Regions from separate parts of the Sus scrofa genome. Here all the other regions are linked to region 4. Evidence: chromatin contacts called from public HiChIP or PLAC-seq data. All regions are on one chromosome and are shown on one strand. Each heading gives the region's core, a stretch centred on a gene start, on an enhancer-like site or on the middle of the called end of the contact. The rest is flanking DNA. Distances are from core to core; before and after follow the strand shown.

Region 1 (3,045 bases), core at 306-2,805, 160 kb before region 4:
TTGCTTCCGAGCCGTCTGTTCAGATCTTTCACTCATTTTTAAATTGGATTGTCAAATAAATTTTGCCTCCTTTAAAAAGTCAAGACTACTTCTGAGAGGGGAAGATCAAATGCCACTGAGGACATTCAACTTTTAAATAAAACACCTAGGAATCTGGAATCCCAGCGCTCGAAGGCACCTTAGAATCCTTCCTTCTACAGGTGATGAAAATGGGTTTTGAGAGGAAAAGCGGTAAAGTGGCAGAGAGATTTTTTTCCCCTCCACGTATCCACCTGCTCCTCTACAGTAGGTGGGACCACAATACTAGCTCTGGCCTAGAAGTTGTGAATGGAGATGCTGACTGTTACTTCAGGGGCCAGAGCTTTTGAGAGCCAGTGCAAAGCCCTCCTGCTCTTTTCTGCCCCTGCAGGCACAGCCATGGAAGCCACCTGTTGAAATTTGATGGCTCTGCTATCTAGGGTCCCTAATTGACTCTGCAGAGCAGGGCCTCTGCTAATCTGCCTTGGCCACAGTGTATGAGCAAGAAACAAACCTTCATAGTGTGAATCCATTGAGCTTTCAAGGCTCATTTGTTACTGCAGCACAGCATGGCTTATCCTGACTCACACAGCCAGCCATTTGGTTGGTGCCTTTGGTACCTCATCAGAGTCCCCCAAAACCTGGGGGTATGCTGGCCCAGGCAACACTTGCTTAAGGAGAAAGATCATTTAAACAAAACATCTACTGATACCCACCTGTGTAGGCACAGGGCTTCCATGACCTTGGGGCCTTGTGGACGGGGCAGGGAGGTGGGGCAGGGGCAGTGTCGGTGTCCGGCTCTCTGCTGAACTGTCCGCTCTTGTCACTCACTGGTCCTTATCTTCCCAGGGGACATGTGGAGATTGACATATAACTGAAGCTGACTTTCCCACATTAAAACAATCTTTACGGGATTCTAAGGCAGATCTCCCCGCCCAAATCCAGCCCTCAAAAAGCCCTATAATCCCCACATACCACCCAAAAGTTTTACCTGAGAGGAAGCACATCTCGGAAGCTCTTTTCTAACTTCTTCTGCATCTTTTCTTCAAACTCAAGTCTTGCTTTCTGCTAACTCTGTTCTGTCCAGAGGAGGAAGACACTGGCACCCCCATTGCCTGGAACACAGGCACCTGCCAGGATTTAATAGGCCTTGGCTCCAGCTTGGCCCAGCCTGGCCTCCGACAAGAGGCCACAGGCTCTGGTGAAACATATCCAGTCTCCCAGCCTCTTCACCATGACATCTGGGGGCCTGTTGCAGCCCTCAGGGCAGAGTGTGTGGCTTTTTTTTTTTTTTTTTTCATGAGAAGTGAAGTGATGCTCAAAAGGGCACAAAATCAAGACCTTGACCTCATTAGTGTAATGTTCTGGTCAGCAGGCTTGGGGAACTGTGATGATGTTAATTACGTGCTGATTTAGTTTAATTCCTGTTCTTGTGCAATGCACGTATTTGCCTTTGCCTCCTTTCCCCAGGGGCTGTAGACTCCTCCGGGCTCAGCAGGGGGTGGAGCAGGAGGGGGCAGGACCAGACCAGGGTCACCCAGATCTGGATTCACTTCCTGGCTGCTGTGACCCTGGGTAACCTTCCTGAGTCGGGGATTGAGTAAGGATTATGGGCTTGGCACTGTGCCTAGCACGTAGGAAGCTTGGTAAATTGTAGCTATTATTATCAGACAGTTAATTATTATTTTATGCTATCAACGGAAGGATGATTTTCCATTGTTCCCTCTTGATTCTTGAGAGGCAGTACAGCATAGACCAGGGGTGTTCAATAGAACTTTCTGGGATGATGGAAAGACTCTGGGAGCTACTAGCCATGTGTGACTACTGACCACTTGAAAGGAGGCTGGTGTAATGGAAGAATTGAATTTTTAATTATATTTCTTTTTTTTTTTTTTGGTCTTTTTTTTTGTCTCTTCTGGGGCTGCACCTGTGGCATATGGAGGTTCCCAGGCTAGGGGTCGAATCGGAGCCATAGCCACCAGCCCACACCAGAGCCACAGCAACGCGGGATCCGAGCCACGTCTGTGACCTACACCACAGCTCACAGCAACGCCGGATCCTTAACCCACTGAGCAAGGCCAGGGATCGAACCCACAACCTCATGGTTCCTAGTTGGATTCGTTAACCACTGAGCCAGGACAGGAACTCCACGTTTTTTTTTTTTTTCTTTTTAAGACCGCACCTGCGGCAGATGTAAGTTCCCAGGCTAGGGGTGGAATTGGAACTGCAGCTGTGGGCCTAGGCCACAGCCAGTGCAATGCTGAGCAGTGTCATAGCTCGCGGAAATGCCGGGTCCTTAATCCACATCGGAGGCCAGGGATCACACCCGCATCCTCAGGGACACTATGTCAGGTTCCTAACCCATTGAGCCACAAAGGGAACTCCCGTATTTCATTTTAATTATTTCGAAGTTAAATAATCCCAAGGGTTTAGCAGTTACCTTGTTGGGAAGAGCAGGTGTATAGGGTAAGCATGCAGGCTCTGGTGTAGACCACAGGGTGCCCACCCTGCTTCTTAGCTATAAGCCCCTGGGCCAGTTATGCCACCACTCTGGGCCTCGGCTTCTTTACCTGTAAAATGTATTACGGGACCAACTTCCTAGTGTGGTCGTGAGGATTAGACAGGTCATTCTCCATAAAGGGCCCCGTGGGGCCGTCGTCATTGCCCTGCATAGCACAGGTGTCTGGCCTGTAAGCCATGGGCATCGTGTCTCCCGTCTGGAGGGAACTCCCCACAGCCCCAGCCCAGGGCAGAGCCAACCAGTGTCCACAGACCAGGGAGGAGAGGAGACGCCGAATGCCCCAAGGAGGATAAGGACGAGGGGAAAGGGAGGCCCTGGTTGACAGCCCAGGCTGCCCCTCTTCCCTTGGTAGTGTGGGTCTGTCACCTTCTCCAGAAGGGTTGGGTGACAGGAGGGTGGTCCCAGGGCGTGTGGGGCACGGCAGCCTGAAAGAGGAGGTTTGGGTGGGCTCGGGGTGAGAGAGCTCCTTCGTTCCCATCTCCCGGCCACAGGGAGCCCTAGGAGCC
Region 2 (2,700 bases), core at 176-2,675, 180 kb after region 4:
TTTTTTTGTAGTACTGGAACAGATAACGCCAGACTAAAAATAGTACTTCATTGTTTCACACACTCACCGCCCCCCCCCAGATAGTACCATATTAGATACAAATACTAGCAGTGGAGTACGAATTAGGAGCAGTGACTTAAGCCCAGCAAACATTTCCTAAACGCAGAAACACCAAAACGGATATTCAGATTTTAACTGTTTTAATTTTCAGTTTACGTATTTTGCTTGAAAAAGTAAGAGTTGTGTAAAGATAAAAAGTGAAACGCACTTTCTGCCAAAACCCTCCTTTGGGAATAAGGATTACACTACTTTGAAATCTTGGCACTTCGAATTATCAAAAGTGTACAAACCTTCAGTATTTGCAAGTATTCATCTTTAAAAATCTCAATTTATCCCAATTTGCACAAAACAAGTTTGATGCCGATCAGACGATACATCCGAGGAAAATAAGAACAGGTGAAGAGGAAGGTTCAAGAGCTACCTTTTTTTTCCCCCCATAAAAATCCTCTTAAGAGGCAATAAATACCAAGGCCTTTTCTCAATGAGCAAGTATTTCTATTTCATGAAATTTCGGCCGCATGCTGTCACCAGTCACTGCTACATTATACAACCAATAGCCAAGACAACACGAAAAGGCTAAAAACAGAAATCGAACGGTTCTAAATTCTCTTACCAATGTGACACCTGGCAAAACCGCCACCCGCGGATGCGGCCGATGCTGGGCTCGATGTCCACTGGAAGGAAGATGAAGGGGTCTTGAATATCGGTCCTCTTTCCGGCAGCGGATCAGTCGTTTTCGAGAGAGTTATTGCCGGTAAAGACCAAGGAAAGGACCAAGGGCTGCAGACGATCCTCGCCTGGGGCAACAGTCCGCACTGCCGGGCGTGTTCAGCCTGAGCCAGCGCGATCTGCCCACAGCCCCTCCCGTCAGCGATCAGACAGCGCGCGCGCCGCCGAGGGCCGTTGACGCGCCTGCGCACCGCGGTCCTTACGTCTTCCGCTCCGCCCACCGAGTTGCAACCGTCACAAGGGAGCCGCCACTTCCGCGGGCGCATGCGCAGTGGTGGGTTGGGCGCGTGCGCAGCGCCGGCTTCTTCCCGGCTGGATCTTCTGCTGCTCACGCTCCTCCTCCAGCTCCCCACCGCCCCCCCACCCCAGCCCGCCGCGGCCCGGTACCAGCTTGTGAGCCCGCCCAGGGAGCGGTCCTTGCCTCGTGCTCCCGGGACGGCCGTGGTGCGTGCTCGCGGCGCGTGGCACTAACCATGGCGATGGATCAAGTGAACGCGCTGTGCGAGGAGCTGGTGAAAGCGGTGACGGTCATGATGGACCCCAGCTCGACTCAGCGCTACAGGCTAGAAGCCCTGAAGGTAGTTGGGGTCTGGCGCCCTGGGCCTGCCCCGAGACCCTCCCCCAGCTCCAGCCGTCCTGGCGCAGCCAATAACTCCGGCCGCCTCCCGCCCACGCGGCCCTTGGACCTCCGTCCCCCCCACCCCGGGGGGCCTTCCCCTCGCCGCTCTCCGCGCCTCTTCCCACTCCCCGCCTTCTCTACTTGCCGCGCCTGCCCTTCTCTCGGGACACTCTCTGATCCATAGCTGCCTGTGACCGCCTCTTCTCGCCACCACTTCCCACTGCTTTCTCCTCCCCCTCTCCCCACTTCTTTTCACTCTTGGCCGCGCCACGACCCCCTCCGCAGCCGACTGCACTCACTTTATTTTCCCAAACCCACATCCCCAAAATCCCCTCGTCTTCTCGTAGCGCACGTGTCCAACCGGTCGCCAACCCCAGCTACATTCTTTATGGTCTCCCCTGAACTAAACATTTCTCTGCTGACTCAGTCTCCCGACCCACTCTAACCGAACTCAAGCCCTTCTTGTGACTCTTTACTTACATCCTTAGACTTCTCCCTAACCCTCTTCTGTGTCTTGGGTATTTCTGGGCTAGTTCTCACACCACCACCCCCCACCAGGTCTCTTATTGTGTGATACTCTTGGGCTATTTTGGGCAAAGATGAACTTCCACCACTTACTTTGCATTTTAGCAAGGGCCCTTTGGTTTCCTAAAAGTAGTTTGCTTGACTGCCGCGTGCTCTGCTATGGGGACTGACTCTTGTATAATTTGGTAATGCTAATACAATTCGAGCTTATTCTCCCATCAAACAATGTATGTGGGTTTTCTCCACTAGGAGAAAATAATTGTGCTCTGTGTATTTTAAGAGATGTAACTTCATAGAGTCAGCCTTATTAGAAGGAAACTACGATATATAGATGTATGCCACAGGATTTGGAATCAGAAACATTTGGGTTCTATTGTAACTTCATAGAGTCAGCCTCATTAGAGGGAAACTACGATATATAGATGTGTGCCACAGGATTTGGAATCAGAAACATTTGGGTTCTATTAGGTTTGTTTTTCTACACAAAAGTAGCATAGGACAATAATCATTTATATACCTCACCTAAACTTAGCAGTTGTGAAGATTGTACCACATTTGTTTTATCCCTTCCCTCACCAAAGGATTTTAAAAGTGAATCCTAGAAATTGTTTTCATTTCACCCCTATGTACTTCAAGGGAATGTGTCTAAAATAATTTTTTACTCATTTAGGTCATTTTTCCCCCCAACATTAGTTGGCCATGGCATGGGAAATCGAACTATCAAAGGAGTGTTTATCAGTTCTTTATTCATATAATATTGACGTAGA
Region 3 (2,886 bases), core at 68-2,567, 130 kb after region 4:
GATTTTGGCCCTTCCGCTATCACCGATTTGGGGAGTTATGCCATGTGGACAGCAACTACGTGATCAGTAGCCTGTCTTCTCCTTGTGGTCCTTGGGGGAAGCCATGGACTCCACCAGGTCTGAACCCCTGAAAGGATCACCAGAGGTAAGCCACTGTTGCTGCTTCTAGTTTTCCAAGGAAAACCGAGGGCTGGTGGGCAGGGCTGTTTCGTTTCTGGTCTCTATATGAGCATCTCGCTGTTTGTGAAGAGATGGGAAGTGGACATACAATGGATGAGTGGTGAGTCACAAGTCAGCCATGGGGTTGGGAATTGAACTCTGGCGTCCTGACTCCCCGCCCAGCAACACTGCTTCCCCACTCCGCCTTTCTAGTGTTTTGTACACTGGTTTATGTCACCGAATGTGTTTACTCTTTGCTGACTGCAAGAGCCCTAAAGAGCAAGCGAGATGACAGCTTGGCAAGAAAGTCAAGTCAGCAATCCCCTGGGCCCTGGGCCAAGTTTCTATTCCAGGAAACCTCCCCCGCCCTCGCAGTGGTTGACGTAACCGGAGCCCCAGCCCCGCCCCAAGTAGGGGCCAGGCCCCTCCCACAGCCCTGGCGGTTTTAAAACCAAAATCGGTGTTCCGGGATTGGTTCGGCTTCAAAACAAAGGGGAGGGGTAATACTCGCTGCGGGCATCCTGGTGGCCCTAAGGCAGCGGGGCTTGTTTATGGGTTCGAGCCTCGCGTCGGGGCTACTGCGGTGTCTCGGGCTGCTAAAACCAGCCCCCGGAGGGTGCCAGCTTGGTAATAAAGCAGTGACTACTGTATAAAGGTGGCATAATCTTCGCAACAAAAAAAGCCTTAATTAGGCTAACCACCATCCGCCTCCGCCCTGGCATTAGTCCTGACTCACCCGGACGGCACGCCGGCCGTCGAGGGAGAAACTGAGGAAGGGGCGGAGCCAGTAGACCACTCGCTCCAAATTCTGCGTTCTCCAGGTTCAAAACTTGTTGTGGAGGCTGGCGTCAAAGGGCCAAACTCTGAAGCGCCCACAAAGCTTAATTCGGATGTAAGCCCTCCGCTCCGGTAACTGGCCCACGACCCCCAGGCCCTAATTAAAGACCCGCTCAGCTCTCTGAGACTGGGAACCAGACTACAGCTCCCCTAGGTCTTTGCGCGCATAGGCGCGCTCCTTACCTACTCCCCGAAGCCGCCCGCGGCCCCCTTGCGCCGCGATGTCTCCTGGGAGTGGTAGGGCGGCGGCGAACTCTTTCCAGGGAGCTCTCAGACTTGAGGACTCTATATCCCGTGATGCCTCGCGACTCTTTCTGACGCGACCTGGAAGCCAGGGCAGGGTGGGGGCGTGGCCTGTGCAGAGCCCCACCCCGCTCTCCTCCTGGCTGGTCGGACTCGGCGGTGGCAGTAGGGGCGGCGGCGGCGGCGGTGGCGGAGGTGGTGGCGGCGGCGGTGGCGGGGGGAGGGGCCGGGCGGGGGGCTGGCGGCAGCAGCGGATGGACTCGCGGGTATCCGAGCTGTTCGGCGGCTGCTGCCGGCCCGGAGGGGGCCCGGCCGTGGGCGGAACCCTCAAGGCTAGGGGCGCCGGCGGCAGCAGCAGCTGCGGGGGCCCGAAGGGGAAAAAGAAGAACGGAAGGAACAGAGGGGGCAAAGCCAACAACCCTCCGTACCTGCCCCCCGAGGTGAGCACCTGAGAAGCAGCCGGGTGAGAGGAAATCACTCCTTCCGGTCCTGGGACTCCAGGAAGGCGAGACAGAATTCGTACCCCCCTTCCGGTGTCAAGACCCCCTTCTTTTCCGGTTCGAGGACCCCAGGGAGGAGGGACAGAGAGATTGACCCCGTCCCCACCAGGTGTCAGGCCCCGGGGAGGAAGAGGGGAGGAGGGGAATCTCCTCACTCTGATGTAGGTAATTCCAGGAGAAGTGGGAAAAGGGGATCCCCTTGGGAAGAGCAGAGTAAAATCCCCGGGCCCCTTCCCTGTGCTGCAACAGGAGAAGGGAGAGTGCGTTCTGGGATGAGGAGTTAGAGTTTTCTAAACTTGCTCTACGGGGAGGAGAGGAGTACCCGAGGAAGGAGCAATGTGTTCTGTCCTTATCCTTGAGTGTGTATACACACACACACACACAAAGAGCAATATATTCTGTCCCTATCCCTGAGTGTGTACACACACACACACCAGAAAACAGTTAGGCTTAGTCCTCCTGCCCTTTGCCTGTCCTATGAGGAAGTGGTGGCAGCCTCCACCTACCCGTACCATCTGTCCCTAAGGCAGAGGATAACTGCTACTCTATCCCTCTTAGAAAAGGAGAACCCAAGGGGGAGATCCTCATCAAGTGATTATTCAAACTTTAGTATGTATCACAATCACTTGAATTGCTGCTCTACCCCTAGAATTTACAACTGAGTAAGTCAAAGGTGGCCCTGATAATCGGCATTTCTTACAAGTTCCCAGGTGATGTGAATGCTGTTGGTCCTGGGACCACGTGTTGAGAACCATTATCCTAGACCATCATCCTTGCACCACTTTTCTGAAGCCACCCGTACTTATTCTTCACCTCCATCAAAATGATAAACAAGGAAGGTCTTTATTGATGTGAAAAGATTTCCATTATATTCCAAGAGATGGAGATTATGGGTGAAGCCCTGTAAGAGCCTGGGAGTCAGAGAGCCTTCAAAGGGATGGAATGATGACAGGAAGGGGAGAAGAAAAATAAAATGTCCAGGGAGGAGGAGTGCAGAAATTCAGGACAGGTAGACCAGGCAAATTGTATATCCTTTTGCACGTGAGAGGGGGAAGCTCAGGCAACAGGATGCTTCCGTGTTGGGTTACGTGATACAGGGAAGAGAAGGCCATTGTGGGGTGGATTCAAGTTTTCACCTTGGAGTTCC
Region 4 (2,909 bases), core at 402-2,901:
GGTGCCCTTCTCTGGGGGCCTCTGAAGGTCACGCTGTGGCTAGGCAGCCTCTCCTCCCCCTCCCCCTCCCTTGGAGGCCTGGAGCCAAGGCCTTTGTGCCAGGGTCTGAGGAACTCCGGGTGGCAGCAGGGACCCTAGCCCGTTTCTTTCCTTCTGCCTCTGCCCAAGGGGACTCTGTGCCTGAGGGGGGAGCGCAAAGGACCCCTGAGGCGCCTCTGAGAACCACGCTGGGTGGGCAAGTTTGGAGTTCCCAAACCACCTGCTCCTGCTCCAACGCCCATTTCACCAGAACAAAGTGTGTTTGCAAGGCTGGCAGGAGCTCCCTCCAAAGGTTCAGGGAGGGCTGGTCCCACACTGCCCATGTCACAGCAAATTTCCAACCATTTTCCCTAAAAGTGTAAAATGGGAAAACGACACTCTTTAAACCCTCCCTTAGGCCACCCCCATAAAAGCTAAAGTACAGCTCCCTCGGAAATGTGGGGGAGGAGAAGGAAGCAGGCTGTCACCAAGTCGGGACTTTAGGTAGAGTCTCGACAAAGCACCGGCTGGGCCCCAGCAGCCCGACTCCTGACAGTGGCCATTCTTCCCCCGGACTCTGGGGCCAGCGAGGGGTTAGATGGGTCTTCTCGGCATAAGGGAGTGAAAATAAAGGGGTGACAAGGGTTTCGCTTCGAGCCAAGGAGGAAATGGGGAAGGGGCGTCAGGAAATTCCTCCTAGGACGGGGTTAGGGGCCGGGAACGGCGGGAGGGGATAGGGGTGGTTCTCCGGGTCCTCCGGCTGGGGCTACCTCGAGAGGTCACCTTCCCGCGGAGGGCCGGCGGGGGGAGGGGCGCCGCTTGCCGCCCCGGGCTCCCGGCTCGGGCCGCCGCAGCTCCGGGAACACGCGGCCGGCCAGGCCCGGGCTGATGTAATCGGCTCCGCGCCGCGCGCGCCCGGCCGGGCGGGGGAGGGCGGGCACCGAGCGGGACGCGAGCGAGGACGGGCGGGGGTGGTGCGGCGCAGGTGGTCCGGCGGAGAGGAGGGGGTCCCAGCAGCAATCCACCCAAAAACTTTTCCGCAACTCGCGGCGAGGGCCGCAGAGATCGAGCAGCAGTGACAGCCAGCCCCCTCTCCTGCCGGCGCCCTGCCCCCTCTACGCTCTCTGCCCTCCTCCGGTCCAAGGTCCGAGCACCCCCACCCCCGCCCGCTGGGCTCCGACTCCCGCCCCCGCTGCCCGGACTTCCAGTTCTCGGGGACCAGCGGCCGGGAGCAAACTTCAGCCGCCGGCGGCAGCGCAAGCCCAGCCCCCTCAGCCGCCTCCTCCGGCTCCCGCCCTCGGCTGGTCGGCCCAGATCGTACGTGCGGTGACTCTGGTGGGTGGGCAGGGCCCGCGTGGGCGGTGAGACTCTAGCCCGGTGCCCTCCCACCTAGCGCGCGCCCCCTCCCCCTACATGTACGAGGATAGAGGGGAAGCCGCGCGCCCGGTGCCCAAGGACCCGCGTGGGGCACGGAGCCCCCACGCGCGCGCTCGCACGCACGTCCCCAGCCGGGAGAGGCGCTCGCAGCGGCCCGCGGCGCCAGGCGGGCACGGCCGCTTACCTTGGCATGGTGGAGGTAGAGCAGCAAGGCAAGGCTCCAATGCACCCAAGAGAGCAGAAAGTTCATGGTTTCGGAAGCCCGGCCGGGGCCGGCGCCGCTCGCGCTCCCTCTCCGGCTCGGGCTGCGGGACGGCCCGCTCTCCTCAGCGCCCAGGCGGGCTCCTCTTCCTCCCGGAGCCGAGGCCCGGGCCAGGGCCTGGGGCGCGCGCTCGGCTGGAGCACTGTCTGCGCACACAGCCGCCTCACCCGTCCATGAGCCCGGCTTCCGAGAGCCGAGTCGCCACCGCGGCCCCCTCTCCTCTTCCTTCTCTTCTTCCTCCTCCCCCTCCTCCGACTGCGGCTCCTCCCGGCCCGAGCTAGCACTTCTCCCGGTTCCGCTCGGCTCGGCTGCCCCGGCGCGGACCACGGCTCCTCCGGAGCGAGAACAGCCCAGAAGTTGGACGAAAAGTTTCAGTGCAACGCCGCGAGCCCCGACCCCCTCCACCCCGCCTCCGGGCGCGAGCTCCGGCTCCTGCCCGCGGCTCGCCGCCGCGTCCACGGTCGGCCGCCGGCCGGGTAGGAGGTGGGCGCTGGGGCGGGGGGCGGTGTCTGTCTGTCTGTCCGTCAGCGCTGCTGGTCCGACGCGGGATCCCGAGGGGGAGGGCTCACGCTGCGCTCTGGCGGTCACCCCCAAAAGCAGGTCACTCACTTTGCCCCTGTCCCTCTCGTTTCTTGCTTGCCCGCGCGCGCTCTCTGACCCGGTCTCTCTCTCTTCCTCGACTTCTCTTTGGAGCTCTTGCTACCTCTTTCTTCTCTTTGCTGGTTTCCAAAATCCGAAGTGATTTGGGGGAGTAAAGGAGCAATCTCCCCAAACGATCGGCCCGATTTAGCGGGGAATGGAAAGCAAAAATAAATTAAAACGGAAAAGAATACGGTTTTCCAAAAATGTCTCCGAAAAAAAGGAGGAGGGTGAGCCCTGGATAAATGAATATCAAATTCCAGCGCGGAGACCCCCAAGCTGGTGACCCCGCCGGCTCGTCCGCCTTGCGGATGCGTCTCTCGACCGAGCGCCGCTGCCGCCGGCTCCTCTCGCCCCCAGTGCCGCGGCCTCCCAGCAGCCCGGCTGCCCCAAGCCTCTGCGCTCTTCACCGCTAGAAGCTGACTAAAAAGAAGGCCTGGCCCCGCCCCGGCACGCCCCCGACACGCCCAGGGGCGGGGACAGGCCCAGCCTCAACCCTGGAGTCCGTCCCCTCCGCGCGCGGCTCCGACCCCTGGCGCTGCCTTTCCCTAGGGATACCGAACGAAGCCTGGGCCCCCATTTCACCCCAGCGAAGGGAAGCTCGACCCCCACC

Evidence for each region. HiChIP or PLAC-seq counts read pairs in DNA pulled down with a chosen protein or histone mark.
Region 1: an H3K27ac HiChIP or PLAC-seq map of alveolar macrophages shows a contact between it and region 4. The contact joins the enhancer-like site here to the promoter of VEGFA in region 4. A contact is called at or near these places in 2 of 5 promoter capture datasets (fetal liver and liver), 8 of 47 Hi-C or Micro-C datasets (embryonic fibroblasts, fetal liver, fetal skeletal muscle and 4 more) and 2 of 2 datasets of contacts at active chromatin or transcription factors (alveolar macrophages and skeletal muscle).
Region 2: an H3K27ac HiChIP or PLAC-seq map of alveolar macrophages shows a contact between it and region 4. The contact joins the promoter of POLH here to the promoter of VEGFA in region 4. A contact is called at or near these places in 2 of 47 Hi-C or Micro-C datasets (heart right ventricle and liver) and 1 of 2 datasets of contacts at active chromatin or transcription factors (alveolar macrophages).
Region 3: an H3K27ac HiChIP or PLAC-seq map of alveolar macrophages shows a contact between it and region 4. The contact joins the promoter of MAD2L1BP here to the promoter of VEGFA in region 4. A contact is called at or near these places in 2 of 5 promoter capture datasets (fetal liver and fetal skeletal muscle), 2 of 47 Hi-C or Micro-C datasets (fibroblasts and heart right ventricle) and 2 of 2 datasets of contacts at active chromatin or transcription factors (alveolar macrophages and skeletal muscle).

The regions. Positions count from the first base shown.
Region 1 is chr7:38,906,246-38,909,290 of Sscrofa11.1, reverse strand. No RefSeq gene overlaps it. Among named protein-coding and RNA genes, the nearest start is that of C7H6orf223, 86 kb to the left of the region's middle. Within about 2 kb of position 1,555, at least 8 of the 83 cell types and tissues checked have an H3K27ac peak or open chromatin away from gene starts, as enhancers often do. A contact at or near this core is called in alveolar macrophages, fetal liver and liver, where this site is marked.
Region 2 is chr7:38,567,936-38,570,635 of Sscrofa11.1, reverse strand. POLH (DNA polymerase eta) reads right to left here and starts at 1,425. Exons shown (of 11, transcript XM_003356630.4): 1 at 674-1,425. It overlaps XPO5 (exportin-5), which reads left to right and starts at 1,078. Exons shown (of 32, transcript XM_005666037.3): 1 at 1,078-1,367. The coding sequence starts at 1,263.
Region 3 is chr7:38,611,780-38,614,665 of Sscrofa11.1, reverse strand. It overlaps MAD2L1BP (MAD2L1-binding protein), which reads right to left and starts at 1,317. Exons shown (of 4, transcript XM_001929515.6): 1 at 1,180-1,317. GTPBP2 (GTP-binding protein 2) reads left to right here and starts at 1,450. Exons shown (of 12, transcript XM_003128412.6): 1 at 1,450-1,679. The coding sequence starts at 1,494.
Region 4 is chr7:38,745,840-38,748,748 of Sscrofa11.1, reverse strand. VEGFA (vascular endothelial growth factor A) reads right to left here and starts at 1,651. Exons shown (of 7, transcript NM_214084.1): 1 at 1,580-1,651. The coding sequence starts at 1,645. It overlaps LOC106504420 (a long non-coding RNA gene), which reads right to left. Exons shown (of 3, transcript XR_001297869.2): 3 at 2,381-2,909.